Linked DNA regions of Mus musculus: region 2 is linked to region 1. Evidence: chromatin contacts called from public Hi-C data. All regions are on one chromosome and are shown on one strand. Each heading gives the region's core, a stretch centred on a gene start, on an enhancer-like site or on the middle of the called end of the contact. The rest is flanking DNA. Distances are from core to core; before and after follow the strand shown.

Region 1 (4,786 bases), core at 754-3,253:
GCCTGGAATTTCCTTAAAAGATTATTAACACAGGGGTTGGCCCTGAAGGGTTGGTGACAAAGTGTCAAGGAGAAGACCCTGTGGCAACCTAGAAATGGACTGCTGACATTTCATCTTTGAAAACTCCCCTAACCAACGCCAGCTTCACAGAAATAGAGACTCCAGTATTTGGTGTTGCTCTTTGGTTTTCTACACATTGAAGAGATGTGGCTATTGTATGACAAGACTTTTTCTAGGAGGATGCAACACACATATATACACACACACACACACCCATACACACACACCCATACACATACACACACACACAGGCACACACACACACACACACACACACACACACACACACACACAGGCACACACTCATTCACTCCAGATAGGAAGCCCATGACAGATCAAAGTATGGATATCACTGAAGTCCAACTTGGTGAACCATGAGTTTTATTGGGGTGACTAACAGGAATATGGGCGAGAGGTTACTTACATGAGCAGAAATCACTCAAAGGCATCTGCATCACCAAACCCCACCCACAGTAAGCTCACAAAATATGGGGCTCTAGAGAAGATTGCACAGCCTGCTGTCAGCTCCACAGGTTGAAGGGTGTCCTTTCCAGGTGACTCTAGTCTAAACTTTTTCCAGGCAGCCCTGCTGGGCTCTGCTTCTTTTCATGCTGCTTGGCCTGGTCTCTGCTCCTTCTAGGCAGCAGGGGTTGTCTGAGAGCGAATCTTTAAAGGTCGGTTTGTCTGAGAGTGACTTTCAATGGTCTTTATTGTTTAATTTTAGTAGGGGTGGGCTAGTAAATCTGGTCAGTTTGGACAACTTCTTACTTTCTATCCTAAGGAGCTTCACTGGGAGATGGGCTAGCATTCAGTCGTGTCAGAAATTGCGATACAAGAGCTGAAAAGCTGTGTCAAAACTCAGACAAAAGGAATTCCTCCTGTTAGGAAATTGTACATCAGCCACGCTACATATCCCTGAAGTTTAGCTTCCACTACCCAAACATCCATTCTTTCTGTTAGGAGAGACACCTATCCCACATCCCATTTTGGGCTGTTTTTAGGGAACACAGACATGTATTAATGTATTAGGCACTGTGTCAGGGGAGGGGTATTTTAGCTTATGGAAAAAAAGAGGTGAGGGATTTCCATATCAACCTTGTAACACAGGCTCTAATGGAAAAGGCTGCATATACTATACATACTCATACAGTATGCTTTCTCTTTAGCTCTCTTTCTGTCTCTCTGTCTCTCCCTCCCTCTTCCTCTCTCTTCCCCCCCCTCTCTCTCACACACACACACATGATATATTTTAAAAAGAAGAAATGAGCAGATAGTTTAGAGGTGTGGTCCATGCCTTCCCTTAGATGCAATTTCTCCTAACTACTAACAAAAAAACCCACACTTTGTTCAGCTTTAGCTTTACCTAAAGTCCTTTTCTTTCCCAGAATCTCATCCAGCAATCTGCATAACGTCAGTGTTCTTAAAGGAAGTTATAGGAAGGTTGAAGAGATTCAGGTTCTCAGAAATGATGATTTACTGCACAAAGCTGATCTCTGACCAGGTCAGACTCCTTAAACCTCAGAGCAGGAGGCAAAAGCTGTCCTGGCCAACTACCAATGAGACTGGAATCGAAAGCAACGGGAGAGAAGAGGCAAGGCTGACAGTACCTTAACCTAACATTCTTGTTCTTCGTCTTCTTATATCAATGGGTGATTAATACATATTACATTTCCCCCTAATCCATCCTCCAGAGAGGTGTTATAATAACATGTCAGGGAGGTGTGGATAAGCGGCATTATGGAGCCTGGTTTATAATGCAGTTGGTAACAGATGTTAACGCCCTGATTCTGCATTCCAGAGTCATTTATACCCAGCTCCACAGCACAGTGAGGCCCGTCACATCGTAATTCTTCAAAGCAGTTTCTATTAATCACTCATTCATTATTAAAATACATTGTATTCATCCCGCTTGGCAGTGGGAGCAGGGCAGGCTCTGTTTATCCAGCTCAGCCATTTCCAGACTGTCATCCTCAGCCCAGAAAAGCCTCTAGCCCTCAGGATGGCTGAGAGCTGGGAAGAGATGCTCACACACAGAAAGTACCCCGGAGGTCACAGAAGAGCTGGTTCTCCCCTCAAAGAAGGATGAGAGGGTTCAGATATTCCTGAAGCTGAGACCACATGCTCCCTTGGCTATATTTTCTGCCCACTGTTTCCTCTACCTGGAATTCTCCTCCCCTGCAAGCGAGCACTGCTGTGCTCACTCACAGTCCCTTGAGGAGCCACGTGAATCCCTGCTTCCACGAACCTATTGTAAATCTGATTCATCCTAAGAAAGCTGTGTGGCCTTGGAGTCAAATATAAGAGCTATAATGTCACATACCTGGTCTTCTAGCACTCGTTGTATGCCTAGTGGTATGACTTGGGTATGTTATCTAACTTTTATGACCTTCATTTTCATCTGTTGGCCAAGTGAGTTAATAATCACAGAACTTATGTCATGCAGTTAATGGAGAATTAACTGAATTCTGATAACAGGCTTTGAGGACAACCCACACAGACTCTTGTTATCACTTAATAAAAACATCTGAATACCACCTGGATGTCCCCAGAGAGGCACCGTCCAGCTTTTCATTCCATAATCAAACTCTCAGGCATTGTTTCAAGTACTGGAGACATGTTGCCTTGCAGAGCCCACTCCCTTCTTCAGGAATTTCCCACACTAGCAGCTTAGCATTGTTAAAATGGTGCTTAGAGCTGTGAGGATCTGAAAGGCCCCATCTTCCCACCCAAAGTCTCTGCATTTTGGTTCTGCTTTGCAATGTATGCAGTACTTGTGACAATATCCTTTCTATTACTGTAACAAATATCCAAGATAATCAACCATTGGCAATAAAGGCTTATGGGCTCTCAATTTTAGTTTTGGCTTACTTTATGCTCAGGAAGCAAAAACAGGGATATGAGGAACAGGCTGGAGTCCCACTCTCTCCTCAGGAGCATGGCCTAGTGAGATGAAAACCTCCCACTAGAGGTCTTCAAAAAATTTTTTTTCTAATTATGCTGTGCTTGGGGCACTAAAATATGGGCTTTGGGGATACCTCAAACCTACTCAATAAGAGTACTACCTACCTATGCTTTTTATTTTACAGAGTATTCACCTTTCAGGTCAAGGGGGATTACACCTCCACCCCTGTAGTAACAGTCATACCGTCCTCCCCTCTCAATGCAAAGCTACGACCTGGGTCTTTGATGATCCTCACACCTTTGCTGAAACAGTTCAGACTGAAAATGTAGAGAGGAGCTTAATGCATATAGCTTGAAGACCTTTGGGCCTTTCTTTTTGCATCACCCAGTCGTGGATACTAGTATCAAACCTAGTATATATAGTTTCCATGTGTCCTTGACTGTACAAGTATATACCAATAAGGCAGATATAATCCTACATCCATGTAGTCAAACTTTATACACATGATACCACACTGTATGCCTTCTGCAGCTAGGTATCTATGTGCCTCCAGGGGCCAGAAGAAGGAGTCAGATACTTAAAAGCTAGAGTTGGAGATAGTTGTGAATCTTCCACATGAGTGCTGGGAACTGAACTCAGGTCCTTTGCTGGAGCAGCAAGTATTCTCAACCACTGAGCTACCTCTTCATCCCCTAGTTGTGTCCATTGTGATTCACCGAGGTATTACTTACAGCATGGAGTCATTTGTGTCCCTGCCAAATCGTATTCCATGACATGAGTATAGCATCGTTTGTTTGCTCCTTCACTCATCATCATGCCTTGCATTTCCAGCTCTTGGCCATTGCCACTAAGGTTGTGGGAGCCCTTATTGTGCATTGTTATTTGCATTTTTTTTCTCTGAAAAAGGAAGATAAGTTCTGGGGCAAAGAGAAATTAAACACATTTAAAGTTCATAAGACTTTTCCAAATGTTCTCCCAAGGACATGGGCGCCATTTTTCTTGCTCTCAGGTGACCTGTGTTTTAGGCACACCCCAGAAGCACTTGACAGGATTGGTGCATATTTACAGCAAGTTCTCATTTTGTTATTCAGTTGGAAGCCTTCTTCATATGTTCTGTGCAGAAGCCTTGGGCCAGAAATATATTCAGGACATATTTTCTCTGAATCTGTCTAGACAATTTTTTATGATTCTCTTTGTTGACTAGAGTTGTGCAAGATTTAAGTTTTATGAAGTATATCTTCTTTTCATTTTCCTGTCAGTGTTTACTGATTTTTGTCTTAGAAAGTTTTTGTCTGTTTCATGAAGATATTCTCTTGATTTCTTCTCAATGCTTTATAATTTTAGCTTCCACATTGACGTTTAATGGCCTCATCTAACTAAATGTATGGTGTGAAATCAGGGATTTCATACACACATACCAGACAGACTCTTCTCTAGGATATTATCTCAATTAATAATACAATTTCATCAAAAGACTTTCTGTTTTGGATTATTTCCTATTTTTGTAAAAAAATAAATCCATAAATATATGGAACTATTTAACTATTCATGTATTCTCTGATCTGCTAACATGACTGATGTATCTGCCCTTCTGCTGCTATCAAGCTATCTTAATCACTCTTATGTTGTGTCTTGAAGCTAAGCAGTTTGAGTCTTTCTATTTGTTTCCTATCTATCTATCTATCTATCTATCTATCTATCTATCTATCTATCATCTGTCTGCCTGTCTGTCTATTTACCTGTCATCTAACTGTTGTGTGTACATGTTAGTGCATGAGTGTACACACACACACACACACACACACACACACACACACACAAAAT
Region 2 (4,786 bases), core at 624-3,123, 260 kb after region 1:
CTTGTGGAACAGCGCCATCTAGTGTGTACTATTCTCAATTCCGTCAATATTATCTCTCCCCTGGCTAGTGGCTCACTCACACCACAGCTGGGGGATCAGGACAGGAGGAGCCCATCTTTCTGTAACACTGGATAAACTTCAGGGGAAGCTCTTTCTTCAAGGTGTTCAAGCAGCAGCTATTGGAGACCGTAAGCACTAGAAGAAAAGCACAAAAAAAGACCATTCATTAGCAACCATAGCCTCTCACCCACAACAGAATTAAAAAGCAAAACCAGCCAAGTCCTTCCTAGGACAGACTCAAGCATGGAGACCACATCCCGAGGGCTGCAGTGCAGCTCTGTCTCAGCAGCAACACATTTCTAGGATGGAGACAACAATCATAAGACTGGGGAGGGGCGTCAGATGTGAGCACCCTACAAACCAGCAGGTGGTGGGGACAGAAACCACAAGCCTGCCTGAGCCATGGCTCAGCACACACTCCTGCACATACGGTGAGACTCTTCCTACCACATATACAAACCCCTTCAGTCCCAGTCTCCCAGCACAAGTGCGTGGCTCTGTGTACTGTGCTAGTACTTAAGCTCGGGGCTCTGGCCTCACATCCTAGAGGACCTGTTATCCCATCGCATGCAGGACATTGTAGTTCTTGGTTCACAGACATGGGGCTGGGTGAGGAACTCCACAAGGGCTCAGAAGGAAAAGGGGGTATTCCCAAAAAGTGGCTGGTCCACTCGCCCACACAATCTTCCACATTCCCATCCTTGGCCCTCCCCTCTTTCAGGGACCAGTAACCCCCAGTCTGCTGATTTGTACGCTCTCCTCCCACATCCCACCTTCAACATCCCTGTGTTCTAACCCTGGATCCTTCCTGTCTCGCTGTTCACAGAAACTTGCAGGTCCCCTGACCTCAGGTTGGTATTTTCCGAACAATCTAGAACATGGATTCCAGTTTATCCATACAGAAAACATCTTTAAGAGATATAATAGTTATCTGGCTGTTCACTCCTGTGGTCCTTCCTTCAGCCCCTGCCTGTCATCTGTCACACTGGAAATCAGTCTTAGTCCCTCCTCTGGACTTCAGGGATCCTAATTTGTTTTAAACAACCCCATAGGCCCTTCCAGTTGTCTGTAGGGTGAGGATCAAAATTATCTTCCACACACTAAAGCCACTTCATCTAGAAGGAGGAGGATGAAGAGGAGGAGGAGGAGGAGGAGGAGGAGAAAGGAGAAAGGAGAAAGGAGAAAGGAGAAGGGAGAAGGGAGAAGGGAGAAAGGAGGATGAGGAGGAAGAGAAAGGAGAAGGGAGAAAGGAGGAGAAGGAGAAGGAGAAGGAGAAGGAGAAGGAGAAGGAGAAGGAGAAGGAGAAGGAGAAGGAGAAGGAGAAGGAGAAGGAGAAGGAGAAGCTCCTCCCAGAACAGGGCCAGTCTTGGAACCCCATCAAGAGGATGCTGGCCCAGGTCTGTCTCTGCAGCCACCTAGTTCTAGGATTAGCAAAAGAATCAGAGGAATGGGTTTCAGGTCTGAGCTCCCCACCACGAAGTAGATGTGTGCTCCCAGTCCATAACCTTCCTCCACGCCCAGCGTCCCTATCCCATTACTGCCCGCCATTCATCTCCAGATAGGGACAGAAATGAAGCCAATGATGTCTAGGTAAGCTCTGTTCCCAGCCCAGAGTGCCTGCCTATACATCTCCCCTCCCTGGGCCCAAGCACTAGGACCCCATTACTCACTGCTCTTGCTGTCAACATCCTGTATCCACACGGCAGCCAGCAGCAGGCACATCAGTGCCATGGCAGTGGGTTTCATGGTGATAAGTTTCTGTCTCAAGCCTCTCTAGAGCAACCGCCGAATGTCTGGTGGAGCCAAGAACTCTCTCCTGCCTCACCCTGTACTGAGCTTTTATCAGAAGGCCCGGGGTGCTTTCCCAGACCATGGAGAAGAGGTGGGAGTCCCAGGGAAAAGGAACTCATACCCAATGGCCACATGGAAAACTCCTTTTCTCACCTCTCCTGGGAGGAGGGGGGCGTATTCGAGGTATGTTTGGGTGCCTAGTGGCCTTGGGAACTTCCCCAAGTGCAGAAGCAGATACCAATCTTTACGTTCTTGACAAAATACGTGGGAGCTGTCCTGGCTGAGTGGAAAGTCAAAAAAGGTGAGAGAGAGAGAGGAAGTGGCCCGTACACAGCTTGTCTAACCCACATCATTCCATTCAAAGCAGCTACAGGCCTTGGAGAAGGACAGAGCAGAGAAGGTACAATCTGCATCAAATGGAGCTTGTGTCTGGGTTCTGGCTCTGCCAATCAGCCATTGCACAAACTTCTCTAAGCTGCACATCCCTACAAAATGGAACTAGTAACACATCTCAAATCCGGGTGGTAAGAATGAAATGCAGAGCTGGGGAGATGGCTCAGTCAGCAAAGTACCTGCTACACAAGTGTGAGGACCAGAGTTTGATTCCCAGAACCCGCATACAGAGCAGGGGTAGTGGAATGATCTTGTAACCCCAGAGCTGGAGAGGCTGACCGGCTGATCCCTGGAGCTGCCTGGTTTGCCCGCTGAGCCTAGTTGGAGACCTCCAGGCCAGGGAGAGAACTTATCTCAAAAAGCAAAGTCGTTCACATGCACATAGACACATGTATGCACACCTACATACATGTACACACACACACACACACACATACACACACATACCACAGGTTGATCCTGTCTGTCTAACGTTTGGCCAACACATTTGCTATTAGTTTTATTTCTTTGTTCCCCAGCCCTTTCACAGCTTACTCTGATCCAGACCCTTGCTTGGTTACCCTTGGGACAATTGCCAATGGGGGCAAAGCCTGACCTGAGCCATCTTGCTTCAACCTATAGACAAGCCATGGAGAGCCATCCAACACAACAACGGCTCATTCAAGACAGATCTGTCATGTGGGGGGCACAGGAGAATGTTGGGGACACCCAGGGACTTCAGAGGACCCTTTCCAGACAGTGTTCTATAAGTACCATGTCCTGCAGGCTGCTGTGAAGACAGCACGTCAGGCAGGGGAAGGAGTCTGGAAAAGCCAAGTACAGAGGAACACCCTTCACTCAGCATCATGGAGAAAGCTAGAGCATGGGATGTAGATGCAGATGGGGTTGTGCAGCCAGATAAAAACAGTATATGCAGTGGGCAGTACTTGGGATAAGCAGCTCATAGGAGGCCCTCAAGAAAAAGCAGCTAAGCTTTCTGGCATTGGCATCATGGGGCCTATACACAGTGGGTTGGCTATGCTAACCTATGTTGACCTTAGCCTGTGCAACTGAAAAACCTTCAGTGTTTGTTGCCAACTGAGTGTAACTACTAGATAGTTAGAACTCTTCCCAAATAGTCAAGCTTCAGTCATCCATTTTGCTCTCCTATATCCACCATCTCATCCTTACTGTAACATCGACCTGACCACCTTCCCAGCCAACTCCCTCTGTGCCCAATCTGCTCATTTCAAACACCCTTCCTCCAATAAAAGTCATTTGCCAACCCCTGCGGGCAAATCTCAGCCTCCTTTAAGCCCCTGTGCCTGGATGGCAATCGGAAGTCCTTGTCTTCCCGCATCTCTCCACTGAGGCTCGCTCCGTGCTACCGTGGCATGTCTGAGCTGAATGAGCTTTTCAAGACCTTTGGCAGTGATGACTCTTGGCACTCCTGAGGGAGCTTTGTCGAAACTGGGAATATCTTGGCTCCATTTCAGAGTCAGAATCAAAACTCAAGTGCCTGTACTTGTGAGGAGAAAACTCCAGGCAATTGTCAAAGCACCAAGAGATAAAATCTCCACAGTATGGAGGGTGGGAGGGTGACTTTCACGAGGAGGGAAGTCTTGGGCTTGATGCTATATTGAGAATGGGGGTGGCATAGGAGGCAGAGACTCGAGCCCTGGGTATCTAAGAATAAGATCAGCTCATGATCTTTACACAGCTGGACCCATGCCAGTCAGACCCCTACTGCTTCCTGCCACCCACAAAGTCATTAAAATTACTACCCCATTGCTGCCTCTCTATGTCCTTGTCTTTGGAGGCTGATGTGTTCTGGTCCTTTACCCCCGGGGTCTTGGGAAAGGGGAGATGTGAGTATATAAAAACTGGCCAAATGCAAGTATAGACCCTTTAGACTCGGGCAGTGAAGAAGGGGCCACATAGCTGCCCTGGAAATTTCTGGTTCTTCCCCTGTTCTGGGAGCTGTCCCTCAACAACTAGCTCCCCATCTTCCCCCTCACTGTGACCACAGTATTTCCCAAACAGAAAAGAGGAACTCATTAGTACTTTGTTATGCCTTACCTTCCTGGGCTCTCTCAGCACCTGGAAAGAAGTGACCAAAAGTAGGATTTATCATCCAGCAACTTCATATTACACATGGGTACCCCAACATGGCTGTCGAGGCCCAGGGACTAGGACCATGTGATAGGTCAATAAAGCCTCTGTGGAAATGAGCAAGCAGAAATGATCGTGGATTGGCAAACAAGAGGTGACCTCGGGATACGCACTGTTATCATTCACACAAGCAAGCCTTCTTTCTGTGGCGTGTAGTTAGGAGCCCTTGTCACTCATCTTTCATTTTCTAGGGACCACTGAATGAGGACGGGGATCAGGTGGCTGGCAGCCAGGGTGGAGTCATCCTAAGATGCTGTCCAGAGGCATTCAGCCCAGCCCTGTCTACCACCTGCTACTGAGTTACAGGTCAGGTGGTCCTTCCATAGCAGGCCACGGCCAGCCCCTTGGCATGTGTTGAGCATGGCAGAGCTGCAGAGATGACTTGATCCAT

What was found. Hi-C and Micro-C count contacts between places; a contact is called where the count stands out from the background.
Region 2: a contact with region 1 is called in a Hi-C map of pancreatic cancer cells, with 4 times the contacts expected there. The contact joins the promoter of Ccl1 here to the enhancer-like site in region 1. A contact is called at or near these places in 1 of 39 promoter capture datasets (the SN4741 cell line), 1 of 15 datasets of contacts at CTCF or cohesin (the NIH/3T3 cell line) and 3 of 484 Hi-C or Micro-C datasets (adipose-derived mesenchymal stem cells, bone marrow-derived macrophages and pancreatic cancer cells).

Annotation. Positions count from the first base shown.
Region 1 is chr11:81,913,843-81,918,628 of GRCm38.p6, forward strand. It overlaps a transcript of Asic2 not described here. Among named protein-coding and RNA genes, the nearest start is that of Gm46254, 5.7 kb to the left of the region's middle. Within about 2 kb of position 2,004, at least 7 of the 459 cell types and tissues checked have an H3K27ac peak or open chromatin away from gene starts, as enhancers often do. A contact at or near this core is called in pancreatic cancer cells, where this site is marked.
Region 2 is chr11:82,177,939-82,182,724 of GRCm38.p6, forward strand. It overlaps Ccl1 (chemokine (C-C motif) ligand 1), which reads right to left and starts at 1,874. Exons shown (of 3, transcript NM_011329.3): 1 at 1,731-1,874; 2 at 81-195. The coding sequence starts at 1,806.